Regions from separate parts of the Zea mays genome. Here region 1 is linked to region 2. Evidence: chromatin contacts called from public Hi-C data. All regions are on one chromosome and are shown on one strand. Each heading gives the region's core, a stretch centred on a gene start, on an enhancer-like site or on the middle of the called end of the contact. The rest is flanking DNA. Distances are from core to core; before and after follow the strand shown. Region 1 holds the start of LOC103653493 (zinc-finger homeodomain protein 10). Region 2 holds the start of LOC100282616 (DCN1-like protein 4).

Region 1 (5,385 bases), core at 2,758-5,257, 360 kb after region 2:
TCATTAAAAGTGTTTTCCACTATATGAGCTGATTTGAAAGGACAAAATTAATGAAGTTAATATGTTTATTGTATAAATTGGGAATTGCATTTTCCCTGATGCAAGTTCAAGCAGTATGAAATTGGTAACAAAAACAAAAACAGCTAGTGAGCTATTTATCCATGGCATTTCCTACTTTACTCATCTGTTCTAGTGTAAGAAACATATGGCAAATGAAAGCCATCGTTAGCAGGTCCCTTTGTTTCAGACAGAAGAGATATTATATATAGCTCTGACCCAGCAGAAACGCTTACCTCAGTAGATTGTTTCCAGTAGTATCTGGTCAAAGAGTGGATGATCTAGTTCTCGGACTTGCAATGATAGGAACTTCAAGCTTGCATGCCTGATTAAGAATAGTTGGAAAAAAGGACATTACAGCCTGAATCAAATAAATGAAATTAATCTGCATCTTGCATCGATTTTTTTGTCTAGTATGTTGCTTGAGAAATTCAAGTTGTGGAGGATCTAGCAAATTACCATTATGTCTGAATTTAACTAATTCATATACAATAAATATTGAATGAAAACTGAACAATATATTAAGATCAATTAATAAACTTATAAACCATAAACCCTTTGTTTCAGACTGAAGAAATATTATATATAGCTCTGACCCAGCAGGAACGCTTACCTCAGTAGATTGTTCCAGTTGTATCTGGTCAAAGAATGGCATGATCTAGTTCTCAGACTTGTAATGATAGGAACTTCAAGCTTGCGTGTCTGGTTAAGAATAGTTGGAAAAAAGACATTGCAGTCTAAATCTAATAAATGGAATTAACCTGCATCCTGCATCGATTTTTTTTCGTCTGGTATGTTGCTCGAGAGATTCAAGCTATGGCGGATCTAGCAAATTATATCTTGGTATGCTAATTACGATTGTGTCTGAACTTAACTAATTTATATACAGTAAATATTGAATGAATACTGAACAATATATTAAGATCAATTAATAAACTTATAAACCGTGATAAACAATCAAAATCAACTATTTAAGATTCAACTTTCAAAATCTGACAATACATGTTTGTTATGTAATGGTGTCTCCCAAATCCACTCGTCTAGGCAATTTATGGAAAACCAAAATAGTACTATGTGAACACAACTGAATTATTTACTGAACAAACAAACCATGAATTGATTCTTTTACATGATTACAACAAATATAGAGTAGATCACATGATTTACTTAAGTTTCTGTATATAGGATGACACCTGGATAGAGGATAACCAAGGTAGTGCAACACTTTATTGAAAACTCATTTTCATCCCAATGTCAAACAGGTAAACATGGTGAATGCCTATAAGACCTGGTCAAACAGGCTCAAGAGGTCTTAATGATTAATGTCATGTTTAATATTTGCGGGTGAAAGCTTACCTCAGTTTATCCCTTTTGCAGACCCCATTTAGCACTGGGTTTCTAAAACTCCAAGAATAATTTACATCAAAACGGGGTCTGAAATGGTTAAAAAACTAAATGAACATTGTTTTGCATCATACTTCATCAAGAAGGCTGAGAAAATAGTTGAACTACAGATATGTGAATTTTGTTCATAATTTTAGTCCTTGCCATCACTGTTGTCACCCCTAAAAGTTTCTGTTTGGACTTTAAAGTGATTTGGTAAGTAATCCAATGCTACACAGGTACGATCAAATGTGTTGCTGCGTGGTATGCTTATGTATAACTATATACATATGGATTTGGTTTAAAATATATATTGCATTTTACGATATATGTTCATAGATATGTAAAATGCATATGTAGTATGTGTGGAAATAAATTATGCTCTTTGTATACAAATTACCATACATGGACATAAACACATTGTTGAATAGAATATGATTGCTGAATGTACAATCTTTTATTTATGCAGCTAAGCGGCATGTTTAAATACTATGTTGTATATTTTCTTGAAGAACTTGGGGGAGCTGACTATAGTTTGTTTATCGAAGAAAGCATGTTGTTTCAATGAAATAGCCTACTTCAGAAGTGATTAGAGACCTCCTCTTGCCTGCACAGTATACACCAAGTCATGAAAAAGGTTAGAGTAAAATGATTGTTCTAAAACCATAGTGTCAAGCTATCAAGATTCACATCATTATAAGAAAAAAAACATGATTTACTATGCCGCATAGAACTGGAACTAGGCTAATATCCAAATCACCTCGAGCATTCATCAAAATTAGGAAATCTTTGAAGACTCGTATAAGCTGCAATGTCTCACTGATGTAGCCTACTTTAAAAGAGATTAGATACCTCCACTTGCCTGCATAGTATACACCATGTCATGAAAAAGGTTAGAATAAAATGATTGTCCTAATATCAAACCATCAAGATTCACATCATTATAATAAAAAATGGAATTTACTATGTTGCCTAGAACTGGAACTAAGCTGATATCCAAATTACCTCGAGCCTTCATCCCAATTAGGACGTCTTCCGGGAGTCAGATCATCTGAACATCACATAAGCTATAAATATCACAATAAACAAATTCATAGAACTAAAAACTGCAGCAGAGTGCACCTAGAGGATATTCATACTCCTAAAGATCATTAGAACAAATTCCAAGCGCGGAGCGTGTAACTTCTTACCTGCCAAGTGGAAGGGTCACCGGCTTGCTCTCGCCGCTGAATTGGTTCACACACATATGCACGGAATAACTGTTTTCATGGCGGCAAACGTAATTTCAAGAGAAAAGTTTGGAATGCTTAATCTGCTTTAAGCTCTATTTCGATAGCAATAAGCATAACTATTTGTTGTCATTTAGTTTGGCATAGATGTACAAAAAAATTTAAAAACATGGAGCAACATTCAATTGATCGTAGCAGCTTTGAGTATTTTTTTGTATATATTTCAAGTCAATTATCAGCAACTATGGTCTTCTTAGTTTGATTTTAATATCAAATGACGATTGTGGCTTTCAATACATAACCATGGACCAAAACTAACTACCTGATACCTCACCATGTCGCCTAAATTCCCTCCATACCTCACCTCATCGCTTGCAGAGCCGAGACCAGATAATACAGTTCACTTCAGGGAGAAAACAGAAACAAATAAACGCAGACAAGAGGGCGACCAATCTGGCGGAGCTGCTGGAGCTTGCTGCAGTGACCGCATGGTGAGGTAGACGGAACTGCCAGAACCTGCTGCTGTGACCACGCGGACAGGCGGGAGACCAAGACGCGTCGAGTGGTGACGCGGTTCTGAGCCTGCAGTTCAGGGCAGCTGGAGGAGAGCCAGCGCTCCGCTACAAGAGACAGCGCGTGCAGGCGGAGGATGGTCGACGCGGGCATAGCAGCGGCGTTTGTGGGGGAGAGGATGGGATTCCTGGCGACGGCAACGACAAGGGGGAAGAGGATGGCACTGGGGCTCTAGCAGTTGCTGTTACTCATCATTGTCGACACCGACGACAAAAAATAAAAGGAAAAAAAAAGCTTTGGATGGTTAGGTCATTGCCTTGTTGCTGGATTGTCCTCGACGACCTGGCCGAACGGCGGCAGGAACGGTGACGGTGCCCCCCTCCTGGTATCCCCAGCAGCTAGCACGCTGATGGCTTGGAACTGCCCATGGGCGACGCCGGTGGGAGGCCCTGAGCGTTGGGGTGACCTGTCGAGCCGGCGCCGGGGGGAGAGGGTTGGGCGGTGACCTACCGAGCTGACGGCGGGGGTTGAAGCTACGTGTGGTGGGGCGTGCGTGCGACGAAGCTGACCTCCGCGCGGGGTGGGGGTGACCTACTGAACCGGCGCGGCGGCGCCTGAGGCAAAGCTACGCGCGCGCGGCTCCTGGAAGCTTCGCGGCACAGCGCGAGAAGGCTGCCTGGGAGGTATTGTGTGGAACCGTTGATACGTAATCGGACGACTAGATGTTTTTCTGATAACGTGGATGGGCTATCAGGCCACGTTTCCTTGCTGCTTTAATAATAAGGAAATACCTACCCGCTTCTCTTCACCGCCCTACCTGTAGTTTTGCTTTTGTCCCCTCGTCCTTTGTCGCTGGCTCGCTGTCCTCCGGGACAAAACAGCCAAGGCGCAAGCGGTAATCTTCCGTTGTGTGGGCGTGCTCTGCTGCAGACAGTGGTGACGCCGTCTCTCTCCGAGAAGAAGGGCGCGAGGGAAAGGATGGAGGCGACGGTCGACCTCAAGTACGAGCCGCTGTTCCCGAACGGCGGCGTGTCATCGGCGACCAAGAAGACGAGGCTCAGGGTGGCGGCCGGCGGAGAGACGTGGGTGTACCGCGAGTGCCTCAAGAACCACGCGGCGAGCCTGGGAGGTCACGCCCTGGACGGGTGCGGCGAATTCATGCCGTCGCCGGAGGCCGACCGGGCGGACCCGAGTTCGCTCAGGTGCGCCGCGTGCGGATGCCACCGCAACTTCCACCGCCGGCTCGTCGAGCTGCCACTGCCACCGCCTCTCCTCGCCTTGCCGCCACCACTGGCGCCGGCGCCGGCTGTCGCGTCGCACGTAATGCGTGACAGCCGCCGCACGATGCGCGGCGAGGAGGCGCGCCTGCCGGCCGCATTCGACGACGAGGCGGAGGAGTCGGACGCGAGCTCGGATTTCTACGAGGACCGCCCGCTGTCGCCGATGCCGGCGCAGGCGGCAATTGTGTCGCCCGGCTACCGCCAGGCCACGACGCACACGCTCCTCGCGCTGATCATCGGCGCGCCGAGCCCCCAAACCCCCGCAGCGGCGCCGCGGCCGCCCCCGCCCACCTCCGTGGGCCCGATGCCGGCGCCCGCGACTGCTCCCGGTGCCGCCGCCGCCGCGGCGGCGGCGGCGAGGAAGCGGTCCCGCACGAAGTTCAGCCCGGAGCAGAAGCAGAGGATGCAGGCTCTGTCGTCGCGACTGGGTTGGCGGCTGCAGAAGTGCGACGAGGCGGCGGTGGACCAGTGCTGCCAGGAGATCGGCGTCAGCAAGGGCGTCTTCAAGGTCTGGATGCACAACAACAAGCACAACTTCGTGGGCGGCCACAGCGCGCGCCGCAGCGCCTCAGCCTCAGCCTCTGCTGCCGCGGCCAACCCGGCCATGCAGCAAAGGTCCGACGCCGCCGCTGTCTACCCTTCCTCCCACGGCGATGGCGCCCCAGCAGCAGCCGTCGTTGCCCACCCATCCGCTCCACCGCCCGTGCCTGTCCACTCTAACTTCAACATCGAAGGCACCGCCGCCGATGACTTCCGCGTCCAACCGTCGACGGCGAGTGGCGGCTCGCCGCAGTCCTAGTCAAGTTAGTGCTAATCAGTCATGGTTATTTGTAGCCTCGTGTCTAATTAACCAACCCTAATGGAGTCCTAGCAATGTTGGATGCATGGGACTATGGGGGAGTTCTAGTGAAGCCTGCTGGTCT
Region 2 (6,207 bases), core at 354-2,853:
GGTGATTCAGTGAGACAGCTCTTGTCACTACACCAGGCCTGCCCTACGATGGGTAGATGTAGTAAAAATGAAAGCTAAAACTAACCAAGCACAAGATCAGCTGATGGGTAGATTATTTGGAATTAATTAACGAACTTGTATTTACATGATAAGAACTTGATTAAGCTTCTCAAATTCAAGGATTCATGCAGTGTAATTGAATATTAGAAAGTACCGTGTGAAATCATGAGAGCTAATTAAATGCCCATGCACAAAGAGAAAAGGCAAACAGGTCAATTGGGAGATGAGCCAGCATAAGAGGATCTGGGTTAAGTGAGAAAGCAAAAGAAGAAGAGCACAATGTCAAGCTAGTGTTAATTGCAATCACATACAAATTAGGTTAATCATCTTAATTATGAAAAGAAAGCCATTCTTGTAGTTCCTTACCATCACACAAAATTACCGAAGAAAGATTCAATCATGAAATTTAACTTCCTGCAGTTATCAACCTAGTAACATCTCCAACAATGCCTTAAATTAGTGCTTCAAATTGAAATATGAGGCTCTACGTAGAAAAAACTACTCCAACAGTTCCTCATTTTATAAAATTTGGTTAAAAAATTATAGGGCACACTCTCAAGTGCCTCAAATATACTACACCGTAGTGTGCTGCCTTATAATCTAGATTTGAGGCTTTACCGTTGGAACGGGATGTTTTGTTGGTGCCCTAAAGTCTATAAAATATACTTATTTTTAAATTATAGGGCATTTCTATAGGTCACGTTGTTGGAGATGCTCTTAACTAAAAGGGGTTATATGGCCAACACAGTGATAACAACTAACAAATACTTCCTTAATTTGAGGGGAAAGCATACAGTTCACACCTAAAACCGCAATCTAAGGTTCTCATAGTCTAGAAATCACAAGAAACGCAGTAAATTGAGTCATTAGTGCGAGTTTTTGCTCTTTATCTTTACATGCAAATAAATTCACATAGATTGGCAAAGAATAGACCTGCAGATTGCATCCTTTTACAACGAAGACACATCTGTTACCATCAGATAGAAGGAATCCAAGGCGAATTCCACATCAAATTCAGCCCAAGATTCAAGAACCCTTTTACAACCACCACAACGCCAAATCGCCAAAATAATAGCCTGAATCTACCACCACACCCTCCCAATCTCGAGATGGACGATTCATAGCTCCCACATACCGAATTTGACGATCGAAAAACCGTACTATCGAGTGCGCTCCAGCACAGCGCAGCCTCGAGATTGGATCTTCCAGAGGAAACCCGCATCCAATCGGGAAAACAGAAACCCATCCGCGGAACTAGCGAGCCGATCAAGGAACTAGGGGAAGGAGGGAGGGATCCAGGGGTGGGGCGTTACCAGCGCTGGCGGTCGCCGTAGACGACGACGATTTCTTCGAGGTGCGCCTCATGGCGGCGGCAGGCTGGCTTGCTCCTGAACCCACCTTCTTCCGTCTCTGATTCGGGACCACCTCAGGTTCTCCTCTTCACCTCGCGACTAGTTCTTCCTTCTCGGTTGGCGAGTCCCGAGTTCGCTGTCGGGGGCCTCGGGGGAGCCGGAGAGAAGGGGAGGAAGAGTGGAAGACTAGGAGGGGCGCTGGTGGAGGTGGAACCCTTTGTTCTTATAGGATTCGGCCCACGTGCGGGCCCGGATGGATACACGGGCCACCGCAGGTCCGCAGACTATTTCAGCATACTGCATACTTACGCGGTGCCTATTTAATACTCGTACGATATGAATTAAACTTTATTAAAAAACAAACACTCTCTAAAATAACATTAGGTGCTAATTTAGTGACCAAAGAAAAGAAGAAGAAAAATCTTCTTACTATTTAATTTTAAATATGAAAAGAATTTCTCTCTTATTTCCATGGTCATCAAACCAGTCTTAGGTGTGGTCGTGTAAACATGACTGAGATCTTACTTTTAACGGATCCGTTTTTACCAAGATCTCACAACCTTTTTCAATTTCACATTTAAAAATATTTAAAATCTTAAAACTATATTCATGAACAAAAAATGTAAAATGGTGATTGTCTCCTAACAATGGACAACATAGATTTAATTATAGAAAATTAAACTTTCTTCGCATAGGGTTCTAGAGATGACCTAGTGGTACCACTAGAGGGAGAGGTGGCATGCCCCTCCCCTATATAAATTATTTTTTTTGTAGGGTAGTGTCGTGGTTCCGGAAACCGGGGACACAGTATAATTTATGATTCGACAGAGGAGGTTAGCACGGATAAACTCTGAATGGTGAGTCGAGTGACTCGAGAGGGTTTATATTGATTCAGCCAAGTGCTCTACGTTCAGTGTAGTGTTGATCTTGTATTCCTCTAAGGGGCCGGTGGGCCTAAAACGTGTTACAAGGTGTGTAGGTGAGAGAGTGAGTGAGAGAAGAGCATAGTTTAGCCTAATTTTGCCCCATGTTCCTATTTTGTCGTCCCCCTTTTATAGTTCAAGGAGGAGGCTTGTATGGAGTGAGGTTGGTTACAATGGATGAGAGTGGGGCCTACTATTCATCGGAGCTCTTTTGGTGATGTCGCCTTCTGATGCGTGCGTAGGCACACGCGCGAGATGGTGTGTCGCTCCGCCGAGTCCCATCTGAAGAACCTTGTTCTCAATGCAGGCTCTGGTGGGTCCCATATCACAGTGTTGAGGATGTCGTAGGCCGTACATGTGTATGCCCTGTTGGGGACTTGTTCTTAACAGCTATGAATTAAGAACAAGGCAACATAGAAATTGTTAAATGTTATATTCCTTCGTCCTTCGAAGCATTATTTCCCTTGGGATATAATGGATTCCGAACGAAGGTTATGAAGATCACACCTTCATAAGCACAACAAATAATGAAGAAGGATTTATATAAAATATGAAAAATAATTTAAACACATGATTGTTATCATTAACTTGTTTCTATTTCATTATTATAGAAATAATGACAAATTACAAAATGTACCTTCGACTTGAAGGAAAGTAAAAATACCAACGTGAAGCAAAAGCAAATGCCCAATGCGTAATTACAGGAGCGCGTGAACAGTACAGGGGTACTGTTCACCTATTTATAGGCACAGGGCGCAGCCTGTGTATAATTACATTTATGCCCTTTACAATGAACTACAATAATGACATAGAATATCATGGGTCTTTAAGTCATTTCATCTTTAAGTCGGTTCACCCCTTCGTCTTGAGACATGTCACTGTGTCGAAGCTTTATAGTCGATAGCTTCGGCGCTGCTTTGGAGAGGATCTGCCGAAGGTGTTTATTTCTTTAGGATCTTCGGCTACGAAGCATACCCCCAACAGTAGCTCGTTCGCGGTGCTAGATCGTTTTTCGTAACGAGCTTGATCCGTGAAAAATCTTCTAGGCTTCGGGATGCCGAAGATCCAAAAAACACCTTCCCTGAGCTCGTTGGCGAGAAACGATTAAAATAATCGTCGCACGCGCGACCCATCTTGCACCAATTACGCGCTCGCCAGCGATTCACCTTCTCGAACTATGTGGCCCACCGTTCAGTGAGTGCGGGTCACTGTTTGTTCGGTGCTGGAGACCTTGCCGATTCACCTTCCCACCTGCAGCACTATATAAACAGACGGGTAGGTGTGAAGTTATCACAGCATTCATTGCTACTGTACTGTTTTGCTGCCAAATTTTTAGTCATAGCCGAAGCTTGATCATCGTGCTCAGACGAAACCTCGCTTGTGAATCTGCTTCGGCACAAGTGTAAGAGCTTCGGAAAAAACAAAAAAGCCAACACCAAAAATTTCAAGTAAGTCATAATCAAATGGACAGAGTTCGCTCTACTGCAAGAGTCGATCGTGAGGGAGACGAGACCGAAGCTGTTGAAACTGTTCCTATTTCGGAAGTAATGAAGCGATCTAGGTTGGTAACACCGGAAGACGTCCCTGCTGCCGAAGCAGAGCAAGCTGGTATTGAAGAGACCGATTCTGAAGATGATTACAACATCGCAGTGCCGAGCAAGCCTAGCCACCGGGACTTCGGAAAGTCCACCATCTCCGAAGCTGATTTTCCTAAGATGGTGAAGTTGGGCTATTTTAGCGAAGATAAGAAAGAGTTGATTCGCTTCGGTGGAGAAGAAACTACTCTGAAGCCCGAAAAAGATGAAATAGTAGTTTTCAAGAGTTTCCTCAAAGCTGGTTTGAGATTCCCTTTAAATAGGATGATTGCCGATGTGCTAAAGAAGTTTGGGATCCACTTTAATCAATTAACTCCTAATGCTATCGTTAGGCTTAGTGTTTATATTTGGGCTCTCCGAAGCCAGGGGGTGGAACCGTTTGCCGAAGGTTTCTGCCGGGTGCACGAGCTACATTACCAAACCAAGGCCAGAAAGGATGGGTTACATGAAAATTTTGGTTGTTACAATTTTGCTTACCGGAAAACTACAAAATTTCCTGTGATCAGCTACCAAAGCAAGTGGCCGGCAGGTTGGAAATCGGAATGGTTCTACGTCAAAGTTGACGACGACAAGGAGAAGCTGGTCCAGAATCCGCTTGAACTGATCTTCGGAGAGACCAGACCCCAATGCAATATGACACCAGAAGGTCCAACCCAAACTGCGCTGGCTGAATTCAGGATTATCGCAGAGCACATTGGTACTAGAGATTTAGTGCAGGAGTTTCTGGCTTTCAAAATATTTCCAACTATGAAGGAATGGGCTATGCCGAAGCTTGAAGGAGAGAAGAAAGAGGGGGAACTTGTCCGACTGCCCTACCACTACAAGTTCAAGAAATATTTCAAAGCACCCTGCCAAGAATGGCTCGAAACAATTGAAGTAATGTGCACCGAAATTCTTGGGAATTATTCTAAAAAAGAAGATCAATTGATGACAGCTGCCTTCGGCATCCGACCGAAACGAAGGCTAAACAGGGTACTGGATGCTATATGCTTTGAATATCCTGATTATGAGCGACTTGACAAGGGTGCCGAAGGGCAAAAAAGAAAAAGAATAGCTGGCGCTTTGAACAAAGACGACGAAGATCAATCAAAGAAGAAGAGACAAAAATTTGAATCGAAAGTATTAACTTCGAAGAAAAGAAAGGACTCAATCCCAGAACAAAAATCAATTGATGAAGAAGAGAAGACTTCTGTGACATCTTCTGATGCTGAAATAGAGGAAATTCTAAAGGTAATGACTGAAACTCTGTCTGTCAAACTAAGTCCATTGGGGCTTCATCTGACGAAGCTTTTCCATAATGAAAAGGAGCCCACAAAGACAAAGGCATCTAGGCCAAAAAAGCAAAGGATTGTTACCGTGACAGAAGTGATTGAAACACCACCACCAAGAGCTCCAGCTCCGAAGGTGCCGGCAATTGAAAGCATGACAGCTACTGAAGCTGTACCTTCGGAAGCTGTCACATAAGAAGCCAGAGCCGAAGATGCCAACTCCGAAGGTATTAATTTAGAGAGCATTGCCGCTGATATAGATAAAATGCTGCTAAACATGGCCGCTGAATAAACTGCTGCAGCCACCGAAGAGACCACGGCCGCCAAACCCGAGAAAGAAGGAATAACCGAAGATACTTCGGAAGATGAAACTTTTGACTTCCGAAACTTAGTTGGCCAGAAGCTGACAGAAGCTGAAAAAGAGGAATTAAAAGAGTATGCTATATCTTGTGGGTACCGGCTGGGGGCGCTTCTCTTTGGCGGTATTGATGATGAAGGGTTAGGCTGCATACGAGACCAAACCGGTGCGAAGGTTGTTGGTACTTTATCAAAGAGTATCGGCTTCCCGAAGCTTGAAGCGGATATCAGCCGCTACCGTCGACAACATATTGTCGGCAGTTTGTTCTATTCTAATTTTAAGGTAAACATTTTGTGTCTAACTCTTATTATTTGTGGTAACGAAAATATTTTCTAACAAAGGCTATTTGTCCACAGAGTATACTTTTGAGCATGGCATTAAAAATGCAGCAAGACTTAGATGATAAAAGGCAAAAAGTTATAATTGAAAATTTAGAAAACAAAATAAAGGAGCAATCTGCTGCCATCGAGAAGAAAGACCTCGAGCTACAAACAGCCGAAGGTTTATTAGTAGATGTTGAAGCAAAAATAACAGAATTAAATTTGAAGCTTCTTTCCCAATCAGAAAATTTTGAACAAGAAAAGCTGAAGCTTGATGCAAAGCTTGAAGCCGAAGCTCAAAGAAACTCGGATCTGAAAGAATCTTTGAAAA

Evidence for each region. Hi-C and Micro-C count contacts between places; a contact is called where the count stands out from the background.
Region 1: a contact with region 2 is called in a Hi-C map of tassel, with 2.9 times the contacts expected there. The contact joins the promoter of LOC103653493 here to the promoter of LOC100282616 in region 2. A contact is called at or near these places in 2 of 25 Hi-C or Micro-C datasets (ear and tassel).

Annotation. Positions count from the first base shown.
Region 1 is chr4:88,727,758-88,733,142 of Zm-B73-REFERENCE-NAM-5.0, forward strand. It overlaps LOC103653493 (zinc-finger homeodomain protein 10), which reads left to right and starts at 4,008. Exons shown (of 1, transcript XM_008680387.3): 1 at 4,008-5,385. The coding sequence starts at 4,161. The coding sequence ends at 5,261.
Region 2 is chr4:88,371,620-88,377,826 of Zm-B73-REFERENCE-NAM-5.0, forward strand. LOC100282616 (DCN1-like protein 4) reads right to left here and starts at 1,604. Exons shown (of 10, transcript NM_001155524.1): 1 at 1,374-1,604. The coding sequence starts at 1,425.